Regions from separate parts of the Drosophila melanogaster genome. Here region 1 is linked to region 2. The links are chromatin contacts, called in public Hi-C maps. All regions are on one chromosome and are shown on one strand. The core of a region is the stretch at or near the end of the contact, and the rest is flanking DNA. Distances in the headings are between cores, read along the strand shown.

Region 1 (5,973 bases), core at 1,312-3,811, 1.2 Mb before region 2:
AATACATTTGCATAAAACAGCAGATTAATTAATAAATTTCTATTATACTGCTCATTTACGATAGATTGTGGTTTGTATTCACTATATCTATTTAAATTTCAGATGAAAGCGTGACTCTTGTGAATTTTTGCGGTGTCTATGTATGTAGGAGATAAGCCCTATCAGTGCCCCATCTAACCCCCACCCCCCTCTCAGCGGTCCTGATAAACGTATTTATTTCTCCCACTTTTGCTACCCATGACGGCCCCATTTTGATTCCGAGAAAATCGAAAGCTAGTGCGAAAACACGCAACTTCTGACATTTTCCTTTGGCTGCTTACATATTTTTTTTTTTTACCAGCTCGTTAGTTCGAAATGCTCGATTGGGTGATGACATAATGCTCTCGGTCTTATTTTCTAATGGTATGGAAAAGCGATCGCTTTCCTCTGGCCCCCAAACTTGTGACGTCATGGCGCGGAGTAACCGTGTTGACCAAATTTGGCTCTCAAATGAATCGCGGCCCGAAAACCGGCTTCTCAACTCTAAAGTTGTTTTCTTTTCAAAGGCCTCAACTTATGCTAAGTTCAAGCCATTGACGTCATGAGACGATTTCATTAGCGTAGCGCCAAAATGCACAAGCTAAACGCTCTTTGAAGTGCAGATAGCCATGTATGTACAAAGTATCTTTCATACCGATGATTTTAACTAATTGAAATAGCAAATCTAGCGAAAGAACACAGATCCAGAGATAAGCTAAGCCGTCTTAGTAAAGATCTGATAAAAAATGGCCAGCTCATCCTATAAATAATCTTGTTATAAAGTTTCTATTCTTACAGCTGGAGTTAGCTAGCATTCGTAAGCTATATTATTTTAAATAAAATTGTTATTATTTCGAAGAAGGAAAGCTAACACATAAAGTTGATAAGTAAAACCAATTGATCATTTCCCAGTTTTCACTGGGCACTAAGAGTTATATTTACCTTTTTTCTTATCAATTCTGGCAAGGTGCACATTGCACATTTCCCCCGAAACCCACAAATTAATCAAAGAAATCGCTTTTGGGTAACAAGTGCATTCTGCTATCTACACAATCTATTTATATGGATTTTAATCTATGAACGTGCGTGAAGCAACGCGGTTGAATTTTCGAAATCCCCGGAAATTTTCCTGGAACAATCGAAAGCCATAATAATAAAAGCAAATAAGATATAAGAAATGAGAAAACGAGTGCGAGGACAGCAAAGGCGAAATGTCGTAAAAGATTCGCCATAAAAAACGTAGGAACCGAAGACGAAATTACAACAAGACAAGAACAACAATAATTAATTGTTTATTTTGTTGTGTTTTGTTGTGATGTGTGTGCATTTATTTATTTATTTGCTGGCTAAGTGAGCACGCTGATGTCGATGGCAACAAAGGCGGCGGCCGAAGCATTGGCAATTTTATATTTATTTATTTTTAGTTGATGCGCACATTAAATTGGCAATTTCTGCTGGATATCCGATCGTGATTATAAAGCGCTAAAAAAAACGAATCTGCGGTTCTGTTCTGTACAGTTGGTGTCGCAACGAAAGGGCTTTTTTTTTAAATCAATACTAAAACGAATCAAATATAAATGTAGGCAATTATTATTGGCAGAAAGTGGTTGTGATCACCTAATAACACAATCTCTAGGATTAATCCTATCCTATACCTATAGTGATCTCATGTGATCTCCAGCTTGTGTTTTGCAATTAATTAAACCCTATTCTCTTGACCCCGAGTGTGCAAACATAAAAATCCGTAAAAAGGTTATCTCCGAGGAGAGTTCGCTGCTCGTTAGCCGATTTGCTCGTGACTTTTAATGCGTTTGCTTTTAATGCATGGAATATTTATGTAGCACGCTGCATGTTTTATGCAGCGCAATGCGAAAAAGGCAATTTGAGTTGTTCAAGTGCACAGCACCATATTCAGTATACATATAATCGCAAAATACAACCCCAAGCCCACCATCCCGATCGCCATATCCCCATCCTATCACCATACCCAACATTGCATCTCAAACATTTCGACGCGTGAGTCGCTTGACATTCTAAGTGGAATACCAGCGAGATTCGAGGGGGGATTCGAGGTATTCGGGGGGGGAAGAACGGGGGTGAGCCGCAGCATCTGAGTGCCACTTGACCTTGGCATTGGATTTAATTCTATGGCAAAATCAACTGCAGCATAATTTCGAATGTCAGCCGAATGGGAAATCGGGGTGGAAAGATATATATGTACATATATATATTTCGCTTGTCAAGTCTGGTATTAGCCGGGGGATTTGCGTGCCGAACAGAAGACAAGTCTATTTTCGCATTCAAGATTTCCCTTTGAATTCTAAAGGCAGCCGAAAGTGGCAGTCATTATTGCTAATAAAATAAAAAATATATATGTCCACCTAAGGATATAGACAGTTAGCATAGACATTTAAAAACATATCTTTGAAAATCAATAAGCTTCGTCAAAGTTAAATTTAAAATCACACCAAAATGCGGCAAATACAAATTTCAGATAGATATGCTATCCAGTATTTCATAGCTTGCCGCAGTCCCAAGTGGAATCCAATTAGAAACGGAAGCGAAAGCCTTGACCTCCGAGCGGTTTCTTGGCTTATTGGCCACAGTGCAGCAATATGAAATTGGCGATGCACGTGTTGCGAACGAGAATCAAGCAGCAATAAAGACCGCACCTACGCCACAAAAAAAGAAACAGATGCAGGGTGCAAATATCTGACAGATACAAGATACACAGGGGATGGCGATGGATGGTGAGGGGAATGTCCGAAAACCAAACGAAATAGAAACAGAGAGATAGTGGAACAATAGAAAAACAAATGCAAAGAGGGCAACCTTGGCTGCGACTACGAATCAAGTGCAACGAGGGAATGCACAATAAGCCACTCACTCGCACTCGTCGCGCTCTCCCACTCACGTCTGCCTCTCTCGCATGCGATAAAAGTATCTGTGTGAGCTGCTCGCGCTCTCTGGCTCTCTCTCTCTCTCTCTCTCTCTGCCATTTAACTGCCTTGTGCGCGTGAGAGAGCGGCACAGTGACAGCGCGAAACAACAACAAAAGTGTAAATTGAAATTCCAAAGATGTCGACAAAGTAAATACGAAATAAAAACCAAAACGAGACAGCGGCAACAATAACAATGGAAAGCTACAACAAAATGCGCACCACACAATTCGGCGAATAATCATAATAAAAAAAAAGGCAGACGAGTATACAAGGCAACAACAAAAAACAAAAAGTTCAATATATTTTTTAAACAAGTTTCCAGACCCGTATGTGTGCCGTTTTCTATATGTTTTCGCCTCACAGACAAAGTCAGCCTTAGCATTCAGACGCTTTCTGTGAGATATGTTGAGATTCATATCCAAAACCGGGGGGAGTACGGAATTATTGCGTTCTATGCAGTACCAGTTTGTACCGCCCGACCGTACCTATCCTCTTCTATCCCACTTCCTCTTTATTAATCCGAGTGAATAGCAATAAAACCAGATGGCAACGAAGCGCGAATACCCTTTCAGTGTGCGAATTCATAAGTGAATAATCATCTTATTTTCTAGATTCAACTATCTGCAAGGGAATTTCAAGGCAACCATTCGCTATTGGTAGCACAATAATTTTGGGCTTATTGGTCAAGTTTCTTTAGATTCTTTTAGCATATGACCGAGCTACCAAGGTGCATGTGACCTATAAGAAAGTAACAGTTGTAAAGTCAACCCGTTCTCCGACTGATAATACTCCCGCGTATGTAGGGTACACAAATAGAGTATCGCACTTACGATAAGATTGCGCGTCGGTGTTGCTATTTTCGTTGTCGCCGTCGATATCGCAGCGCTTAGATCGGCGGGCAGAAAGTCCAGCTCCTCCTCATCCACCGCCTGGTTCTCCTGGTCCTCTGGGTCATCCTGCACCATCTTGACCCTGTCCTCTTCCGCCGGATCTGGATCCTCGGGCTTTCTGATGGCGGGCTTTTTCGTTGTGCGCTCCACTTTGACTTTCATTGTTGCTGCTCTCCAGTTGGCGATTATAAACAAAACTTACATGTGCAGCTGGCACTCACACACACAATCAAACACCAGCACACGAGCACACACACACACACTCTCTTTTCGCCTTTTTGGCCTTTTCCAGTCAATTCTGTAGATTAAAGTCGGGCGAACCACGCCCCGCTCCACACACCGTTGTTTATCGAACTTTGAACGACTTTAGGTTGAATATTTCGTAATTATCCACGGATTTCTACCGCTCTGCGGGAAAAAAGCGTTGCTGTATTGCAGATATCACACAGTTTTTTGACGGTTTGTTGGGAATGTTCTGGCTTTGCACTTGTGAAAGTGTTAAACAATCAAGTGTAACAACAACAAGTTGGCTGGATTTCCTTTGGGGGGCGGGGAATCTTTGTCTCGCTCCAACCAACGTGGCTCGCGGCGCGCGCGAGCGGGAGAGCACTAGTGGGCGTGGGGCGTAGGGGCGGGGGAGGTTGGGTGGCACTGATGGACTGCGGCCGATTAACGGGGGTGAGAGAGAGAGACAGAGAGAGTGGCGCGAGCGAGAACGAGAGTGAGAGGGAGACGGCCGCGTGGCTTTCCGCTGCCGTTTGCTGCAGTCGCGTTTCAATAAGTTGCCTTAACAAAAAGCGAAAAATAACTGAACAACTGGCAACTGGCGACGGCAAAGACCGACCGCTCGCTCCATTCCGCTGCCTCTGCCTCTGTCTCTCCCGCTATCCACTCCTCTCTCTTTCCCACTGCAGCGAACAGACGGGTGACGTCTTGGCCATTGCCTCGCATACACACGCACACACACGCTCGCGAGCTGCGAGCGGCCCACACAGATACACGCACACAAGCGGCAAGCCTGGAAATTCAAGTTGCGTAGATGCCAGGGATGCAGAAGATATTGAAATAATCGGAACCAGTTGCCAGAGATATTTAAAGTCTTACTCTTTATAACTAGAATAGTATCATTGATAAGTTGTTGAAAGGTATGGATTAAAAGATTTTCAATATTTTGCCCACTTTTATCTAATAATACTAATTGATTATATGTTATTGTCTTAATTTAAGCTTTTATCCAATCTTTTATTTTATTACATTTTTTTGTTATTCCTTAGATATGTTAACTTCCTGCTTCATTGAATTCATTTCACATGCAACTCCCTTGACTTAATTTCGTTTTAATAATGCCAATTTGCACCTTGACTTTTTAAGTAATTCCACACTTCCGTTAGCCGTCACGGAATTTCACACATCCCAAAATATCTCCTTGACCAGCGCAAAAGCAATGAAAAACAATCGGTAGTCCGAAAAGTCCATAAAACCGCACAAAACCACATGGAAAATCCCAGCTGAGCGATTTTCGTATGCTCCGCATGATTCTCGCGGCCCTGGCGAATGTGGGTGTGAAGCGGAGACCACACAATAACTGTCAGAATGATGCGGCAAAAGGGGGAGAGCCAATGAGAGAGCGCGAGAGAGGCAACAATCTCACAGATACAGATACAAATTGGCTGTCGTGCGGTTATCGCATGCGATTTTTAATTCCGATAGATAGTGGCTCGATTTCGAGTGCGATTCACTTTCCACTCAACTCAATGTGTATGCACTCAAAGTGGCAATTTGGCGCGCAGCTCGTTTGTTGACATTTTCCACTTGAAGATACGTTTTTGTTTTGGTTTCTCCATTCTCTCTCGATACATATCTCCCCTCCTCCCTCCCCAACCAAAAAGCAAACACTCAAGAGAGCGGGCACATGTTGGATTTTGTTGCTTTTGAATCCGATTTGTGTGTTATGTATGCCAAAGTGGCGCGGCACGCATCGCCACTCTGAAATGGATGACGGCGATGACTCATCGGGGTTTTTACCCACGGATACATGGGCATAAATACCAACACAGCGGCATCTGGAGAAACTGAGAAACTGTTGTGGGCCGCCCGCAATCGCAATCCACTGATATTCAGAG
Region 2 (6,305 bases), core at 2,932-5,431:
CAGAGGGCACACTCACTAATTGATTTAGAAATCCCCAAGAATTATAGAGTACTCCCCCAAGAAGTTTCAAACGGCGGGCGGAGGCGCCTCTGACATCTGGAGGCACATGACCGTGGCCCAACTGGCCAAGGAACTGGAAAGGTCACTGGGTAAACATTCTATTCACTGGTTATATCTTAATATATTAAAGTAATTGTGATCATCATTTATCTTCCAGATGATGTTCAAGAGGCGATGCTATATGTCAAGGGCGCTGACAATATTGAACCGGCTTTTAAGCTTGCAGACCTCAAAATCATCCAGGAGATTGCCAAGAAACTGGGTGCCAAAACACGGGTGGTGGCCACACCTGAAGAAACAAACGCAGATGAGCAGAAGGAACGCGATGTGGCACCCAGGCCGCCAGCTGCTCCAGAGCTCCTGCAGCCCCGTCCGCCTGTGGTGACAGTAATGGGTCACGTGGATCATGGCAAGACCACGCTCCTGGATTCCCTGCGAGGTGCTGATGTTGCTGCCGGCGAGGCTGGCGGGATTACCCAGCATATAGGCGCCTTTACCGTCACCTTGGAGAACGGAGAACGTGTCACTTTCCTGGATACACCAGGACATGCTGCCTTTAGCGCGATGCGAGCTCGTGGAGCTGTTGCCACGGACATTATTGTCCTTGTGGTGGCCGCAGAAGATGGCGTAATGGCGCAAACACGTGAAGTCATCCAACTGGCGAAGGAAGCTCAAGTTCCTATTATCGTAGCGCTCAACAAAATTGATAAGCCCGAGGCTAATATTGTAAGTTAGAAAACAAGTTTTTAAAAAGCACGCCTATTACCCCATTCATTTCAGGAAAAAAGTAAACGAGAGCTAGCGCAAATGGGGCTTGCTCTCGAGGAGCACGGTGGTGATGTACAAGTGATTCCGATCTCAGCCCTTAAGGGCACCAACCTCGAGCTTCTGGCCGAGGCTGTTAGCACACAGGCCACCCTAATGGGACTTAAAGCAGATCCCACTGGTCTTGTTGAGGGAATTGTAGTGGAATCAAAGACTGATCCCCGTCGTGGCAAACTATCGACAGCCATCGTCTCCCGCGGAACTCTTCGTAAAGGCTCTGTGCTGCTAAGTGGCTTAGCTCACGCCAAGGTGCGAGGTCTCTTCGATCACAATGGCCAGCCTTTGAGCGAAGCCCCACCGGGCACACCAGTGGAAATTCTGGGCTGGCGCGAGCTGCCTCTTGCTGGTGATCTCATACTCGAGGTGGAAACGGAGGTAGATTTAGTGCAGCATTTCATTTATATTCATAATACAATAATAAGTGTCATCTTTGCGATTAGAAAAAAGCCCACGCCGTGCTGAAGTACCGCGAACACGAGTCGCAGCAGGAAAAGATCGAGTCGAGCAGTGATGAAATCCGCAAGAAGGAGGAGGAGCACCAGGCCAAGTATAGAGCTGAGCGAGAAGCCCGTCGACTGGCCGGACGCTTCCGGATGCGCGGTGGCCAGCGGGTCAAACAGGTGGATGAAAACGAGGGCAAGCCTCGGGTCAGTGTCATTATCAAGGGCGATGTGCATGGCTCTGTGGAGGCCATACTTGATGTGCTGGAGACCTATAACAGCAACGAGAGCTGCCGCCTGGATATCGTTCACTATGGCGTGGGAAATGTGACCGAGGGCGATCTCGAGCTGGCCAAGGCTTTCCATGCCATTATCTATGCCTTCGCAGTGGAGACTCCCCAGCTGAAGGCTGCCAAAGAAGTGAACATACGAAGCTACAACATCATCTACCGGCTAATCGACGATCTGAAGGAGCAACTCAGCAGTAAGTTGCCTCCAGTGGAAGTAGAGGAGGTTCTGGGCGAGGCCAATGTCCTGCAAAACTTCCTCATCAATGAGGGTCGCAAGGAAGTTCCCGTGGCGGGCTGTCGTTGCACGAAGGGAGTGCTGAAAAAGGCCCAAAAGTTCCGCCTCTTGCGTGATGGAGAGGTTGTCTACGATGGCCCCCTGGAGTCAATGCGACATCTGAAGAACGAAGTGGATACTATCAAGAAGGACGTGGAGTGCGGACTACGCTTCAGAGACACCAAGGTGCTGCCCCAGGCCGGCGATATACTGCAGTGCTACACCACCAAAATGGAGGCCCAGCAAACGGACTGGGATCCAGGTTTCTAGTTTGTACGCGCTGCCAAATCTGCCTTGTTATCGCCTTGTAATCTATAGTTCTCTATTATATACTGTTTATATAAAACAATCCACTATCCGACTTCCTGTTGATCCCACTGCTGCCGCTGTGGCCGTTGCTACCACCCTTCACCCACATACTTAGGCGTTTAGGATACCGATATAGAGTGGCAGCGGAACTGACCGATGATAAGGGAGACGTTCTAGCATCGAGAGCGACAGCGGGAGAAGCGCCCCTGTCCCATAGACGGAAGCTGTACTAAATGGGTCATCGCCATGCTAATTGGAGTTCACCCAAACCAAGGCGGTGTCCGTAGCCCCATATCGACTGGTGGAGATAGCAGGCTTCCGCCGCGGAGCCAATTAGAACTTGGTCCTATATTCATGAATGGATGCTTTTTATATCAAGTCCGCGCCTCTCAGCATATATATTTGCGAATTTCTATAATATCAAGCGCGTTCCCTGTATCGCCAGTCGCTGGTTCGCCTTGAAATGTGGATAATTTATTTCTGCGACTTATTAGCTAACTGGAGGCGACTTTCCCTGGCCGAGTGCTGATAAGGCGGTGGGTAAAAATAACTGTAACATCAGTCTTATATAATTATGCTCAAGGACTTTTATAACCGCACACACATTATTCGGTTTTTCGGCATAAAATTGTAAATCAGCGAGCACGAACTATTTTTGGCGGAAATATGAATTGCGGTTGAGATAATATCGTTGTATTTGAACCACTCATATTTGTAAGTAGAAGCTTCCTGCCAAGATCCAAAAAAAAAAAAGCTTGGAACTATCAAAATAATATTTTGATAGTGCGTGCGATGATGTACTTGTAAAACTCAAAATCCTTATCCCATTTGGCTGTTACCATGCTAAAGTTCTTAGTTTTTTTCAAAGCAATCCCGATAAATTGTCAACCAAATTTTGTTAAAAATTTGTTTTTTGTAGCATTTACATGAAAGTTTGATGATTTTTGAATTTCTATATAATTATAGTAGAGCTCTCACACATATCAACATTTCGGTTGAGATTTGAGTGCTGGATATAAACTATATATAGAACCCCGAGTTAAGCGGAATGCGGAAATTAGCGCTCAGGCTCCGAGTTTTTCTAGACTGGCGAATTTCATGAATGAACTTATCAAATTTCGTGAAATCGATGCTGCGAATAACTAATATGCTGCATCAATGACGCTCTTGCAATGCCAGACTGCAATTTATCCCACACCAGAACGGATGCCTAAATTTGTCTGTGAAATGGGCGAGCAAATCAGAGTAAACACATCGCACATGTGTTTGCCAGTAGCAATTAGAGAGAAATTGAGATGCATTCGGGGTTATGACGAGTCAGGATCACTGGCCAAAGGATGTCGACATGTGTTGGCAGGGGCGGCTCATTAGTACCGCCGCTTGATCTCGACAGGCACGGCAAGAGCAACGCGAGTGCTGCATGTGGTGGTGGAGGGCAGGGTCAGTAAATCACTTGCCAACTTCGGAACGTATCGTATCGCATCGTATCGCATCGCATCGCTCCTCACACACGTGCAATGCATAAAGATCAGCGAGAGTCGCCGGGGAACCAGTTGTTACAAAGACTGCAAAAAAAAAAAAAACGAACTCGAGTCGACTTTAGTCTCTAGTGGGGGCCGGTTGGCAAAGGATCACTAATGCAGCGCGCATAAACTAAGTAGATTTATATATACCCCAAGAAGCCATAGCGACAAGATTGGGTGGGTGCTGGGCCATGTAGGCTCATCAAGAGACCCCTTCAATTTGGGAGCGCGAGATTAGAAGGGGCGGAAGCCGTCCTTTGTGGCGCTATCGCTGCGGAACAGAAGCTATGACTATGGCTACAGCTATTGTATATAGCTTGGGTGCCACGATTATCGGGCTGCTGCTTCCGATCCGCTGCTCTGCTCTTACTCTGCTGCTTTTGCTTTGCTGCTTTTGCTTTTGCTCTGCTGCGGCTTTTGTGTGGCACAGAATTAGAGCGATCGCATGCGAGCGACTCGATCAGTTGCTGGCGTGCCGTCAAACCCTGCGGATGTGTGCCGAATCGAGGCGGATACTTCGACTTCGACTTCGACTCCGACTTTGACTCTTAGGATAGTGCGCGATCGTTCGACCTAATATATCCTGCGGCAATGAGCAGGCGCAAAGTGCCGAGTGGATTCTGATTTCAAGTGACAACTCTGTGCCAGATAATTAAAACTCAAGTGGTGCTCCACTCAAGTGCTAGCCACTCTGCGGGGACAAGGAACGACACAGAACGATACAAAATAAATAGATATATATATATATATATATATATATATATATATATATTCGAGTGGGTGAGAAACGCGAAAAGTGAGGCGACGCTTATTGTGCTGTCCTGCCAGCAAGGAGCCACAAAATGGATTTATCGAGGCGGTTGTGGTAAGCATCCGACAAACATGTATCCATATCCATTCAAACGCGACGGATGCGGCACTGCAATCCCTGAAATTGATTCCCTTTGTGTTGCTAGCAAATTACTGTGTCAATTGGAATTTTAATTCCGTTTGAACTACATGGGCAAACACTTGACACGGGTCTCTCCCTCGCCTGAGTTCTCATCCTGCCTTCCAGTTGTCCTTTCACATGTGCGAATGTTGATGTGGATGTAGCCGTGGATGTGGGCGTATCCTGGCTACGTGCTCGCTGTGCAACAGGCGGTGCTCCTGTTTCTGCTCCTGTTCCTCGATGTTGACACTGCGCGCGACTGCCATTATCCTGGCCAGCATTTTGTTTGCATGCCAAATTACATTGCCAACTTAATTGAAGTTTGTTAATGAAAATTGCAACATTTTTCAAAGCGTTTTCCCAACCCGCCCCTAATGTGCTTTAGTTTGTATTTGTGTGAGTCCTGATTGCCGTTTGTCCTTGGTCCTGCGTCCTGGCAAAAATGTTTCCATTAGCAATTAAGCTCTGGAAGTTGTATTAAAAATTATGGCCTTCATGGGGGAAATGCGTATCCTTTTCAAGGAATTCTAAATTAAATTAAAACAACTAAACAACATATAGTCCAGCTAATTTGGTCGGACAGGGCCGATTCCAATTCCAACCACAATCAATTTCGCTTTTAACATCTCAATTTCCGGCATCACGATCTTACTTCAAACAGCCAGATCGGTGGTTCTCCACCCACTGGCCCAGAAATTATGCCATTACCTCACCTGCAACTCATCGACAGGTCTTTCTGTTTCTTCACCGAAATGTGTGTGCGATTCGAACCCCTTCCCTGGAAAAAGAAACGAAGAAATCAAATCAAATTTTCAAATGGAAATGTAAATATTTATCCCAAAGAGTTGCGTTCGTAGGTGAAGTGCGTGTGCTTTGAAGTGCCCTCTTCCCTGCCCACAAAAAGGTAGGGAGAACAAGGTGAGATGCTCGGACAGGCCAGCATATACTTTCGGAGCAGCCCGGAGGTCGGTTCAAAGTTGACTCCATGGCAGCCATGAGTCCGGCGATCTCACGCACATGCTGGACATCCCTATCTTGGCCATAATCTCCACCCGAGGCGGTTCTTCGCTGACCACAAGCGTTGCGTGCGTTTTATTTTTGGCCAGAGTCATAAAGTCCGACACCGTCACATAAAAGCCCAGAAACTTGTTCCCCGGCCAACTGGCAGTTAGCGCATCCATTCGTCAAGTTCTTTAGAGTTTTTCGCGAAAACTGTGCGTTAGCCACTTGAAAGCAAAAAATCTCTATCTCTCTGTCAACGGCGGGAAAATGGGAAAAACTATAGATTTCGGAATGAAAATGTGGCCACCACATGACCCATGCTGGCCAGAGTTTGGGGACATGTGTGTGGCTAATCACAATTCACAGGAAATCATATCATAGTTTTTCCTGCCTCAATTTCCCAATGTTTTTTAGTTGAATTAATGGAAAAGTTCTTGAAAATACATTGCTTGAAAATCTTCTCGAGTAGGGTACCTGATCACTTGGCTAGCCCGAACGCAAAATCCAAGCCCCCAAACGGGTCAACATACCTAAGACCATCATTATGTCTGTAGTTTAATGGCACAAACTAAACGTTTTAACGCACTCGGTAAATCAGTAACCGAGTATCTTGTAGGTTGTATCTCGCCTGTGTGTGGCCATTAAGTGGCC

The links. A called contact is a pair of places that touch in the nucleus more often than the background predicts.
Region 1: a contact with region 2 is called in a Hi-C map of the S2 cell line, with 3 times the contacts expected there. A contact is called at or near these places in 3 of 107 Hi-C or Micro-C datasets (the S2 cell line and wing imaginal disc).

The regions. Positions count from the first base shown.
Region 1 is chr3R:29,771,639-29,777,611 of dm6, reverse strand. It overlaps lncRNA:CR46110 (long non-coding RNA:CR46110), which reads left to right and starts at 2,561. Exons shown (of 1, transcript NR_133481.1): 1 at 2,561-3,288. All of the region lies in intron 1 of kay (kayak), which reads right to left.
Region 2 is chr3R:28,538,200-28,544,504 of dm6, reverse strand. Ppn (Papilin) reads left to right here and starts at 4,181. Exons shown (of 18, transcript NM_176575.3): 1 at 4,181-4,586. The coding sequence starts at 4,564. It overlaps mIF2 (mitochondrial translation initiation factor 2), which reads left to right. Exons shown (of 5, transcript NM_143364.3): 2 at 29-149; 3 at 218-786; 4 at 841-1,260; 5 at 1,326-2,231. The coding sequence ends at 2,159.